Linked DNA regions of Mus musculus: region 2 is linked to region 1. The links are chromatin contacts, called in public HiCAR-type maps. All regions are on one chromosome and are shown on one strand. The core of a region is the stretch at or near the end of the contact, and the rest is flanking DNA. Distances in the headings are between cores, read along the strand shown.

Evidence for each region. HiCAR-type assays count read pairs that join an accessible place to other places.
Region 2: a contact with region 1 is called in a HiCAR-type map of astrocytes, with 2.4 times the contacts expected there. The contact joins the enhancer-like site here to the promoter of Mzt2 in region 1. A contact is called at or near these places in 4 of 39 promoter capture datasets (hippocampal neurons, liver and neural stem cells), 4 of 115 datasets of contacts at active chromatin or transcription factors (astrocytes, embryonic stem cells and large pre-B cells) and 2 of 9 other capture datasets (macrophages and pancreatic islet).

What each region holds. Positions count from the first base shown.
Region 1 is chr16:15,860,201-15,866,016 of GRCm38.p6, reverse strand. Mzt2 (mitotic spindle organizing protein 2) reads left to right here and starts at 2,648. Exons shown (of 3, transcript NM_029354.3): 1 at 2,648-3,269; 2 at 3,474-3,619. The coding sequence starts at 3,094. Gm41425 (a long non-coding RNA gene) reads right to left here and starts at 2,580. Exons shown (of 3, transcript XR_875934.2): 1 at 2,506-2,580.
Region 2 is chr16:16,251,196-16,257,804 of GRCm38.p6, reverse strand. All of the region lies in intron 6 of Pkp2 (plakophilin 2), which reads right to left. Among named protein-coding and RNA genes, the nearest start is that of Pkp2, 41 kb to the right of the region's middle. Within about 2 kb of position 3,769, at least 42 of the 459 cell types and tissues checked have an H3K27ac peak or open chromatin away from gene starts, as enhancers often do. A contact at or near this core is called in astrocytes and hippocampal neurons, where this site is marked.

The DNA.
Region 1 (5,816 bases), core at 1,399-3,898:
TGATAGAGGCAATTCCTCAATTGAGATTTCTACTCTGTTAATGTGTAAGTTTGAGTTAAGCTGAGAAAGACTAGTCAGCGAAGAGTGTATACGTATGTTCAAAGATGTATAAAGGTATTAGGGTGTTACTATGTGTGATGGTTTGTATATCCTTGGACCAGGGAGTGGCACCATCTGAAGGTGTGGCCTTGTTGGAATAGGTATAACCTGGTTGGAATGGTTGTGTCACTGTGGGTGTGGGTATAAGATCCTCACCCTAGTTGCCTGGAAGTCAGTCTTCCACTAGCCGCCTTTGGATGAAGACATAGAACTCTCAGCTCATCCTGCGCCATGCCTGCCTGGATACTGCCATGCTCCCACCTTGATGATAATGGACTGAACCTCTGAACCTGTAAGCCAGCCTCAATTAAATGTTGTTTTTTATAAGACTTGCCTTGGTCATGGTGTCTGTTCACAGCAGTAAAACCCTGACTAATACACTATGTGTATGTAAGGGCATGTTTACTTGCTTCAAGCATTTCTGTGTGAGGTTGTGTGTTTAACACACTGTGTGTGCAGTGTGAGCATGCAGGCATGTAAGCATTCAAGTGTGAGAATATATACTTGCATGCAACATGGTTGTGAATGTATATGACACTGAGTCACATGTGAGCATCTGAGAGTATAACAGTGTGAAAGAATACGTAACAATATGGGCCTTAGTTAGGGCTTCTATTCTTTTGATAAAACACCATGACCAAAATCAACTTGGGGAGAAAAGGGCTCATATTATCTCACAAGTTGTGATCCATCATCTGTGGAAATCAGGGCCTGAACTCAAGACAGAACACAAAGGTAGGAGCTGGTGCAAAGGCCATGGAGAAATGTTGCTGGCTTATTTCCCATTGCTAGCTTAACCTGCTCTGATATACCATCCGGGACCACATGCCCAGGTGCGGTACCAGCCATAGTCACCTGGGCATTCTGGTATCAGTCATCAATTAAAAAAAAGATGCACCCCAGGCTTGCCCACAGGCCATCTGATAGGGTCATTTTCTCAATGGAGGATCTTCCCAGATGACTCTATCTTGTGTCGTGTTGGCAAAACACTAGCCAAGACAGTGTGTGTGTGTGTGTGTGTGTGTGTGTGTGTGTGTGTGAGAGAGAGAGAGAGAGAGAGAGAGAGAGAGAGATTTTGTATGAGCATGTTGTGTGTACATAAATGTTTGAATTTTTAAGTGCGTATTAGTACAAGAGCCCTTTATTAAGGTCTCTAAGTCTGTGCAATTTAGTCCTCTGGACTTTCCTAAAGTTGAGGCCATGTATGATTATGTCAGAATTATATGAAAATGGCGGAGTGACTTATGTGAGGGTCCAATGACCCTACCTTGACCTTCCTTCTATGAATGGACACTGGCCATCCATGGACCTGAGGTGATATACTCCTACAAACAGGCAGAGCTGATGGCATGCAGGTAACAGTTGTCTGGCTAGGGAGATGATGCTGTGCCTCACTTCGATTTGCCTCCAGTTTGTACTCTTGGGCATTCTGACCAATAGGAGCTGGTTCCTGGAGCCATCAATCCTACAATAAACTAATGAGGCAGGGAGGCCCTACATTTACATCATGGCCACAGTTCTGCGAAAACCTGAGATATTCTGGAATCCTGCAAACAAGCACCTGATGTTCCACCCTGGGAAGCAGGTGCCAGATTAGATGCACATACATCCTGTAATGTCTGCTCCTGGAGCCAGACTCATTCCCCACAGCCCACACTGGCTCTTCACAGTCACCAGCAGCTTACTGTCACCATGGTCCTCACTGTGACAGACGCACCATTCAACATGGAAATGGTGTTTAGTCCTTAGATCTGGACCTTGGTGACTGGCCAAAGGTTCACCAAATATGAAGACCGGAAGTGCAGAACCAGGGAAGCTGTGTTCAGTATAAGGAAGAAAGAAGGAAGGCTGAGAACTGACTAGATGCTCTAAATTCTCCCCTTCCCGGTAATGAATACGTTTTCCCCTAAGAATGAAGACTATTCACCCAATATATTTTTATATTGAAAATATTTTTTCATACTCTATAATCTGATCATGATTTCCCTCCCTTACCTCCTCCCTGAACTTTGCCACTTCCCTACCTTCTCAAGTTCTCTCTCTCTCTCTCTCCCTCCTCTCTTTTCTAGCAAATAGGCACATTTAAAAAAAATCAAGCCAGAATAAAACAAATTGAAAAAATAAAAACACCAATCAACAAACATACACATACGGATACACACACATATGCAAAAGACTAGTAATGTAAAATGGACAAAGCATCAGGAGACAAAATATCTCCAAGAGTGCCCCCGCACAAATTTTAGATGCCCCTCCTGGTCCCCTTTCACTGTGTAGGCACTTCTGGACGGCTCCCCCGGTCCACTCTTTCCCGATGGCAGTGACAATCATGGTAACCGGCCAAACATTTGCAGTTCTCAACACACCGGCCAAGCTAACGTGTTGAGTTCAAAATGACCATCCTACCTATCTTCAGAAATAGACGCCGCTATCCAGACACACAACCCGGAAATAGCGTCATCAAGCTGCGCGTCAGGCCACACCCCTGCCTACTGGGAAAAGCGGCTCAACCTCCCGGGAAAAGCGCCTGCAAAAGCAAAAGCCAATCAAGTGCAGAAGCAGTTGGCCACAAGGCGCGTGCGCAGTGACGTCCTCAGTTGCTCTTTACTCCCCAAGTTTATGTATTTCGGGGTCGGGGGACAGGAGTGCGTATCCGTTTAAAAGCAAAGCTGTTTAGGGACCGTCAACAGAACTGGTAATTACACGAGATCGTGAATACTCGTCATCCAACAGGCATTTGCTAAGTACCCGGTATATGCCAGGTACTATTCTGGGGTCTGCTACCTAAGCCAGCAGTCCAAGTCTGATCGTCAGGCAGTGATCAGCTTCCCACCACCCCACCCCATGCCTAGCACACTGCCCTGTGCACAGTAGACGTTCCGAACAAGTCAAGTAACCGACTGTGTAAAGGCCTCTTGGAACTCTCGCCTCGGTGCTGGAGCTGTTGACTTGCAGAGACTCTGTCCAACACAGATCCCTTTTCAGGCTATACGAATGGCGGCGGCGGCGGCTGCTGCTGGTGGTGCTGCACTCGCGGTTTCCACAGGATTGGAGACAGCAACGCTGCAGAAGCTGGCGCTTCGGCGGAAGAAAGTGCTGGGGGCCGAGGAGATGGAGCTGTACGAGCTAGCTCAGGCTGCTGGCGCCGCCATCGACCCCGATGTGTTCAAGTGAGAAAGCGGGGGTCGGGACTTTGAGCTCATACTCCCTACAGATAATGCCGGCTTTAGGACTCCTCATTCCTGCATCTGCTACTCTAAGATATCCGTGTCTCTTTAAGGGGTTTCAAGACGGTGACCCAGCTGGCGCGACTCCTAGAGCATGTCCGCCCTGTGGCTTTCAGTATTCGCTAAGCACTGCATTTGTTTCCCCAGGATCCTGGTGGACTTGCTGAATCTGAATGTGGCTCCCCTCGCCGTCTTCCAGATGCTGAAGTCCATGTGTGCTGGGCAGCGGCTGGCAAGCGATCCCCAGGACTCGGTGCCCATATCTCTGTCTACATCCACATCAGAGACCCGAGGTTAGAGATGGGCTGGGTACTTCTGCCTAGAGGGTGGCCGAGGTGGGGAAGGAGTAGAGAACCTCGTGCCGGCTTGTCTTAGAATTGCTCAACCTGTCTATAGGCCTCCTCCCAAGGTCTGCAGACCCATCCACCTTTCAGGGACTTTAGTTGGCTCCACCTTTCGGATTGTACTGCTGGACCAAAGACTGGTCCAAGCAAGCTAGACTTGGTCTTTCTGACTCCCTCTCACCTCTTCATCATGCCTCCATTGCACAGGTAGAGGAATAAACATGGCTTTGGTCTCCATCTACCACACAGCCTCAAGGAAGTGTTCAGAGAGCAGAGCAGACAACGCCTCCCCCTCCGAGGGCCACGTCTAGCTCCTGTTCATCTCAGGCCAGGCCCGAACACCTCTCATCTGGGGATTTTTTTGGGTTGCAGGACTGAAGCCATCTGATTCCTTTGGGACAAAAAGTAGAGGTCTGACAGAAAGATTCACCCAGTTCTCAGGTGTGAATGGCCTGGTCATGAGTGGGACCAGGTGTAAGCAGATGGTGGTGAGCAGAGTGTAACAGGGATCTCAGGTCCTCCAGCCTGCCCATCCTATCTGTTACATCTGTTCTCTCTGCCTGTCGGACCCTCTGAAATACAGCTTGTCCTCCCAGACAAGTGGATGCAAGTCCAGTGCTCATTTCCTGCCTGTAAGTGCAAGAACCACATGGAAGGAATCCAGGTGGGGTAAAGTGAGCAGTCTGGCCCAGTGAAGGCAGACTGTCAGGCCTGGGGACTCACACATACACGCTGACCCACCCACTTTCTGATCAATGTGTGTCTCTGGCCTCTATCACCCTTTCTCTTTGTGGAAGAGAAACAAGGGTAACCTTTCCCTCAGGCCTGCAGCCTCTCCAGGTCTGCTCCATGGCCCTCCTCCCAAGCACCTGCCTCCCTGCCCCCACCCCTCACCCTGGTTCTCTTGCTGCCCATCTTCTCCTGTCACAGGCATTTGATTGTCTAATCTGTGGGTTTGGTGTTGATGTGCACTCTGCCGCTGGAAGTTGCCATTGTCCCACAAGGCCAGGGCAGCTTTGAGCTACAATACCAGGGCACTGTAGGCCATCCCAGCCATGCAACTCAGAACAAGGACATGTTTTCTTGCTTAGTCTATCAAAGACACAGTACTTTTAGAATATGCAATTGTACCGGTGCCCCCGGATCATCCAACACCCCCACACTTGCACACTTTAAAGATCCCTACCCAGGCAGAGGATGTAGGTCAGGGACAAACATGAGGGATCATGGTATGCTATTGGGAACATGACCTCAGCCTCTTCAACACTGTCCCTTGGCTGATTGCAAGTATGGCGTAGGGAACAGATGCCTCTCCCTAGCCTCCTTGACAACACCATTAAGAATGACATTTTGTGGTCATACACATCTACTTGTAAACTGAGTTTTCTTTCATACCTCATTTGTGGCCTGAGGTACCTCTGCAGGTATTGGCAGTATGGGTCCAGTATCAGGGTGTGTGAGTTCCCAGGGTGCATGAGTTCCCAGGGTGCATGAGTTCCCAGGGTGTGTGAGTTCCCAGGGCTTTTCTAGCTGTCCCTCTTCCATAGCCTTCCCATGTTGCTGCTCTCTCTCCCAGGTGCCACCTTTAGGTTGAGAAGGCTGAGGAGAAGGATTGGAGATGGACTACAGGATGAAATGAGAACTACCTGGTGAGGACAGGAACCACAGACTTGTTAGCTCTGGAGACTAGAAAGTCCCGAGGGACATTGTGAAAAAAGGAAGCTTAGGAATACTGGGTGTTGTGGAGCACAGGTGGGGCTGGACCTGTAGCTCATAGGCTACCAAGTGAGGCATAGAGATCACTGACTTCTGTGTATCTTAGCATCCATATGCACAATGACCAAGTATGGAACGGAAAAAGTAATAGGTGTGGTCAGACTGATCCAGCTGGAGGCATGTGATGGCCTGTCATGTCAAGTTTGTGACCATTGAGGTTTGTCATAGCTTTCCTGGAGGAACTAGATTGGTATTGCTTCAGGCTGTGAGTTAGATACTGTTCAGCCCCGCGAGTCTGTACAATGCTGCAGGCATCTTGATGCAGCAGGTCCGCCTAGATTGCTGGACCCTGGCTGTCCATGTGGCCTTTAGTGAATCACTCATGTCTAGTACAGCAGACGCTGGCCACAGTGGTCTGGCCGTGCTGAGG
Region 2 (6,609 bases), core at 2,520-5,019, 390 kb before region 1:
GATACATTTTTGTTGTGTGTTTAAGATCATGAAGGTAGCCAAAATTGACTACTTTTCTTTTCCACTGTCAAGCACAGATGATGCCTATCATGGGCCTAGAAGGAGCCCTTTTTAAGAAAACAAAACAAAAAAACCAAAACCCACTGTTCATCTGGTAAGAATGATTCAAAGGCCCTGCTTCGTGTTAAGGTCTTCTGCACTGACTCTTGTGTGCAGAGAGGGCCACAGGCAAGAGCCCACCTCGGAGGAGTCTTATCAAGCTTCACAGAAATTGAAAACACATTGGTTTGGTCTCCTAATTCCTCACATGAAGAAAGAAAAGCCTCAGAGAGCTTAGTTACTTTTCCTACTGAAAATAAATTAGTAGTAATGTCAGGGCAGGAGGACTATGTTTTTCCATTTTATTTTTGTGAGTCTGGGTCTGTCTGTGAGCAGCATCTGTGGGAGTCAGAAGAGGGAATCAGATTCCCCAAAACTGAACTTACAGATGCTTGTGAGATGTTATGCGAAGGCTGGGAATTGTACCTGGGTCTTCTGTAAGAACATCAAATGCTCTTAGCTGCTGAGCATCTCTCCAGTCCTATAGGAGGACTACTTTCTCTATCTTATGAAGAGTGGTACAGGAGAGAAAAAGCCTTATCCAACATTCATTCTTTTTGTTCTTTGTGTAGCAAATATCGTATGTTCCCAACACGCAAGTGCTTTTTATGTATGAAAGCTTCTGAGTCTCTCTAGCCCCTGGATTAGAGAAATGACCCCTTAAAATTGCTCTGACAAGGCAAAAGGTCTGTCTTGTTCACTAACTGAACCTCCCGCATAGTTTGACAAGGGGACTTGGCTTTGTCTAACTCCAGAGTGTCTGTTGTGATTAGGATGGTAGTGCAGTTGGCTCTGCTGCCAGCCTCACAGCAGTAAACTGTGTCTGTCTTCTGTTATCCTGACACTGCTTGCTCAAAATAGGACTTATCAGGGGTTCCTGGCAGTTGATACCTTTGCTGACAGGAAGTGCATGGAATCTTGGTGCCTCACTACTGCCCCTGCATATTAAAAATATTTCCCATCTTATTCAGACAACCAAAAATATAAACAAGGGCAGATTATACCACTTCACCTGTGAACAGAAGTCATTAGACAAAAAGTAGTTTACTATTATACTACTCTGATAAAAACCAATTAATTTATGTAAAATGGCATTTTTAATAGCTAATCTTTAAAGTTTGTAAGAAATAGAATTAACATAGACAGGATGTATCCTTTTACAATGTGCCTCCTGAATGCTGAGAAAAACTTACTTCTTATTCTTTCCTGTAGGTAACTCAATGGAGACTTAACATGGAAAGTACCTCAGAAGTATAAATTAAATAGACCAAAATAACCACCTTACTGCAAAGTGAAAATGAGCCTCTAAACCAGTCCTCAGTAACAAGCGAGCCATGAGGGAAGATGGTGCTCACTGAAGGCAATATGAACTTCTACTAGCCCCCCAAAAGCAGTATCTGATGCCGGTGACTGACATTAGGACCCCCCTTCTCCAATATAGCTTTTAATGGAGTCAGGGAACTGACTCAGGCCCAGGGGATCTCTGAAGTGTCTCAGACCTGGCAGTACTAAATGTGTCAGGCTCTTTGTCTGGGGCAGAGCTGTGGTTCTGATACTTCTGAGACGGTTTCCCTCTCACATTCCTGAGTCACAGTGAAGAAAGCAAAAGCCACCTCGACCCTTGCTAGAATTCAAAGGAAGACTGCTGTGTCGCTGTGAAGATTAATGGTGTCACGGCGGAATCATCATTCACACAGTAACCGAAGGCATGGGAATAGGATTTCCATAGCACAGGGAACAGCCTCACGAACTGACAAATGAGACTACATGAAATTAAAAAGTTTCTGAACAGAAAAAGAAACAGAATAAACAGACAACCCAATGAATAAGAAGAAAATGTCCATTTATACCTCAAACACGGGGTTAATAGTTAGAACATATAAAGGAGGTCGGACATTAAACCTAAGAAACAAACCAACCAATCAAAAAACAAGCCAATGATCTGAACAGTTTTCAAAAGAACAAATGCAACTGGGTTAGGGGTTGGGGATTAAGTTAGAACACTTCTCTAGCACACATGACGTCTTAGGTCCAATTTCCTGTAGACGTGAAACAAAATGAAATTAGAAAACCCCTATAAAACAAAACCAAACAAAAAACTGCTCAGTATTTCTAGCCACGAGAGAAATATAAATTGAAACTACTTTGAGATAATATTTCAGCCTTGTCAGAAAGACCATCAAGAAATCAAATGACAACAAATGCTGGAGAGAATGTGAGGAAAGAGGAACCTTAGATACTATTAGTAGGAATGGGAGCTTATGCAATCACTGGAAAGACTAAAAGAAAATTACCATACAACCCAGCTGCTCCTGGGCATACACACAAAGGGCTCTAATCCTACAATAGAGATATGTGCACTTCCACATTGTGGCTGCTGTACTTACAATAGTGAAGAAATACAACCAGCCTGATGGTCATCAAAAGATGAATGAACAATGACAATTTTAGACATATACAAAATGGATTTTGTTCAACTATAAGAAAGTAAGTTTCAGGAAAATGGATTGGGTTAGGAAACATACCAAGGGCCAGGCTTATATACTAATGTCTGCCTCTAACTGTTAAATCTGCACCTCCAAGTAGGAGGGAATGGAAAGCCAGGAAACTAAGGGAGTGAAGTGTTGAGGACTGGGCTGATCCAAGGCTTTCCCTGAGAACATGATGTACATAGAGAGAGGACATGCTGGATGTAAGTCACAGCTGCTGTAAGACCTTCTGACCCCAGCTTTTGTCTTCTCTATCGTCCTCATCCCTGGCACCCCCCCCCCCCATGATGTTGTCACTGAAGAATGACCTGCTGGTCCAGGTCAAACTACTGCCTGAACAAGGACAACCAAGTATGGTAGAAAGAGAAAGTGCAGCCATCCTCTACAGACAAACACAGCATTGCACAGTCACACCACAGGGACCACCTGAAGGCAAGAGGGCACACTGCAGGGTGGACACTTGCTTTCCTTTAGCTGCTTGCATCGTTTTCCATTTTAGTTCTCGTAATGTATTGCTAAAGTCCTGACAAAGCCAGGATAAGGCAGGTCTGGTGGCACACACCTTTAATCCTAGCACTCGAGGCAGAGGTGCAGAGGCAGGAAGATCTCCAAGTTCAAGGCTAGCCTGGTCTACAGAATGAGTTCTGGAGGCTCTCAGAAACCCTGACTCTAAAAACAAACAAACAAAATCACCAACCAACCAACCAGCCTCAAAAGTTCCTTATTTAAAAAAATAAATCTATTTTATTTAAAAAAAATCTGCCCTTGGTTTCCTAAAATGGTTCTATAAATTTAAATATATGGGGACATATAGGTAAATGTCTAAGGACAAACTTCCTCCTACAAAGGCCAGTGGATTTCCAATGGATGAGTTTGCACTGGAATTTGATTACAGATTATTTACCATAGCATAAAGTTGAATAAATTGTAATTTAACACCCTGTATAGATCTGGTCAGTCTCCTCCAAACAGAAGATAAAAGATAAAAATAAAGAACAGAAAATAGGGATAAAAAGATCTTGAAAACTTGGCATCAAGTTTAAAATTACTTTTGCTTCAGAGCATGAGAAATGGTTTTTTATTTCAAAATTGCCAAAAATGGCTCTTATCTATTTATCTGAGCCAAATACCTCTACTACAGCAGGTCCCTTACAAACAGATGGACTAAGAGAAAGAACACAGTTGAGTGTTGTAGTAGTGGCCAAACAGAGACAAGCAGTGCTGGCTCATGGCTGTGCTGGCTCCAGAAGACCTCAGTGCTGGCAAATGTGTGGTCTTTAAAGGCTGGGGCAGCCAGCTGACCAGTCTCCGCCCCTCAGAGCAAAGTGATACCCTCACAAGAGAAAGGGAGCCAAGCTGTATTCACTCAGGCAGTGGCACAGCAGAGGGGGGTGAAAGTGTCTGTTAGGGGTGGCCAGGCACTGACAACTTCATAATGATAGAAGCTCCGAAATATCCTCTTAGGTCTCCCCCACTTCCACCCCTCCTCCTCTAAAGTATTTCTGCACATCAGGTTTTGCTAGCTCAGACTTCTAAACTAATTCCTAAATTCCTCTCTTAGATGCTATCAGAGCTAATGAGCCCCAACTCATAAACAAAAGAGCTGCTGTGGCCAAATTGTCCTGTGCTGTTTAAGCCAAAGCGCTGAGTCTGGAGTACTGGATTTGGCCTCCCATTTCAGATGGAAGCGTGTTTTTTCTCAGTTTGTCCTTTAAACACCTCTCCTAGGTCACAGAGGTCCCCTGGCTCTGTGACAGGGAGGAGAACAGAACAGTCTAAGAGATAAATTAAAAAAGTAGAAGCTGAAGCTGAGCTGGCAGGTCCCTCTGTTCCCTCTCTGACAACCACCCTGTTCCTTCCCTCTGTTCTCTCTCTGACAACAACCCTCTGGGCTCAGCATCCTGGAGCTGAAAAGATGTTGATTTTATCATTTTAATGGTGTCTTAATTTTGATATGATTTTTATATAATATACAAACCTAACAAAAAAGCTAATATTTTAGACTGCTAGACCAAAAAAAAAAAAAAATCAAAACATAATTACAGTAGCTGCCATTCAATATCTGCTAAGGTAGGTTCTACTGGGTCTTCATAACTAAAGTATAATTGTCCCAAACAGGTCATGTCATCCAAGGGGAGATTGATCTATATGACTATGTTATCTCATGGTATTAAATGATAAAAATGTTATACATTTTGTTTTGTTTTGTTTTTCGAGACAGGATTTCTCTATGTAGCCTTGGCTGTCCTGGAACTCACTCTGTAGACTAGGCTAGCCTCAAACTCAGAAATCTGCCTGCCTCTGCCTCCCAAGTGCTGGGATTAAAGGCATGCACCATCACTGTCTGGCAAAAATGTTATAAAATTAAAACATAAAATGTTTTAATAAATAAGGAGATATCTATCTATCTATCTATCTATCTATCTAGAGAGATCGTTTTGTTTACAGAATAAAAAACTAAAAGGTTTCTATAAAATATAAAAGGTCTGGATAACTTATTTGGGGTACAAAGGTAATACATACAATATTAAAGTTTGTAAGGTCTAATACAAATGATAAAAAAACTAGATATATTTAAAAATATTTGGCTATTCTAGTATTACAATATCAGACTGTTGTAACTCCTGATGTTCCTCATGGGCACCTGTGCTGCTCCGTCAACTGTGTATCACCCACCATTCTCTCTGTTTGTCATTGTCTATTTGCATATGTGTTCCTCTCATTGGAATGGCCCACAAGTGTTACGTCTCAGGAGCCTGGCAGGGTTGGATGTAGTTTTCAAACATTACCAATTTATTCCCTTGACATTTTCCAGTTTCTCATCACCCACAGGTCACCCTGTCATTGGAGGGTCATTTTTTCTTTTTCTTTCCTTTTTTTTTTTTTAAGATTTATTTATTTTATGTATATGACACACCAGAAGAGGGCATTGGATCCCATTACAGATGGTTGTGAGCCACCATGTGGTTGCTGGGAATTGAACTCAGGACCTTTGGAAGAGCAGCCAGTGTTCTTAACCATTGAGCCATCTCTCCAGCCCCCTGGATGGTCACTTTTTAGTATGCAACACCAATCCAGAACCCTGATTTAAAATGAATTCACTCTTGGGTGGCATGTCCCATGGATCTAAAGAACTCTGTGCCTCTGAATGTGGTACTAGTTAACTTGTCCTGGAGGTGCTCTGTAGTAGTTTGAATGAAAATGGCTCCTATAGGTTCACAGGAAATAGCATTATTTGAAAAGATTAGGACATATGGCTTTGTTGAAGTAGATGTGGCCTTCCTGGGGGAAGTGTGCCATTTGGTCTTAGGTTTTATTAAGACATTAGGCCTTCTTGGTCTGGATGAAGACAGGTTTCTAATATCCCACCCATCTATTACATTGTCTCCAAAGAAAAGGCTCAATTGAACTTCTGGGTGTTAGCCACAATGGACCATCATAAAGACATTCTTTTTATGTTTGAAATCAATGCTTCTGTTAACCCTCCATATATATTGCTGACTGGGAGTCCCTCTATTCCAAAAGGTGTGTGCATTTCAAAATGACCTATATCAATCATTCTCTTTCTAATTATGTGGAGTCCCCCTCCACACTGACCAAGGATTTGTTGTACCAGTTACAGAGATTTAACTTCCTTTATCCTTCAGCCTTCGATCACTATTGTTGACTGAGGGGGCATAGTTCTTTGTCTAAAGCCAGGAATATGCTTGGCATAAGACAGAGCTTGTACAAACCCTCCTAACCCCAGCTTTTGTCTTCTTGTTGTCTATTTTCTCTATTGTCCTCATCCCTGGCACCTCCCCCTCATGACCCAGTTACTGAAGAATGACCTGCTGGTCCAGGTCAGGGGGTTAAGTAAGGGAAGAGAGCAGAGCAAAGTAGAAGTGGGGAGGACTGGGGAAGGTATAACAAGAAATGAGAGTCAGGGAGACAGAGGGAGTGGGGAGGACTGGGGAGCAAAGACAATGAAATATGTTTTTGAAAATTCCATATGGAAACTTCATAATTATATATTAATTTA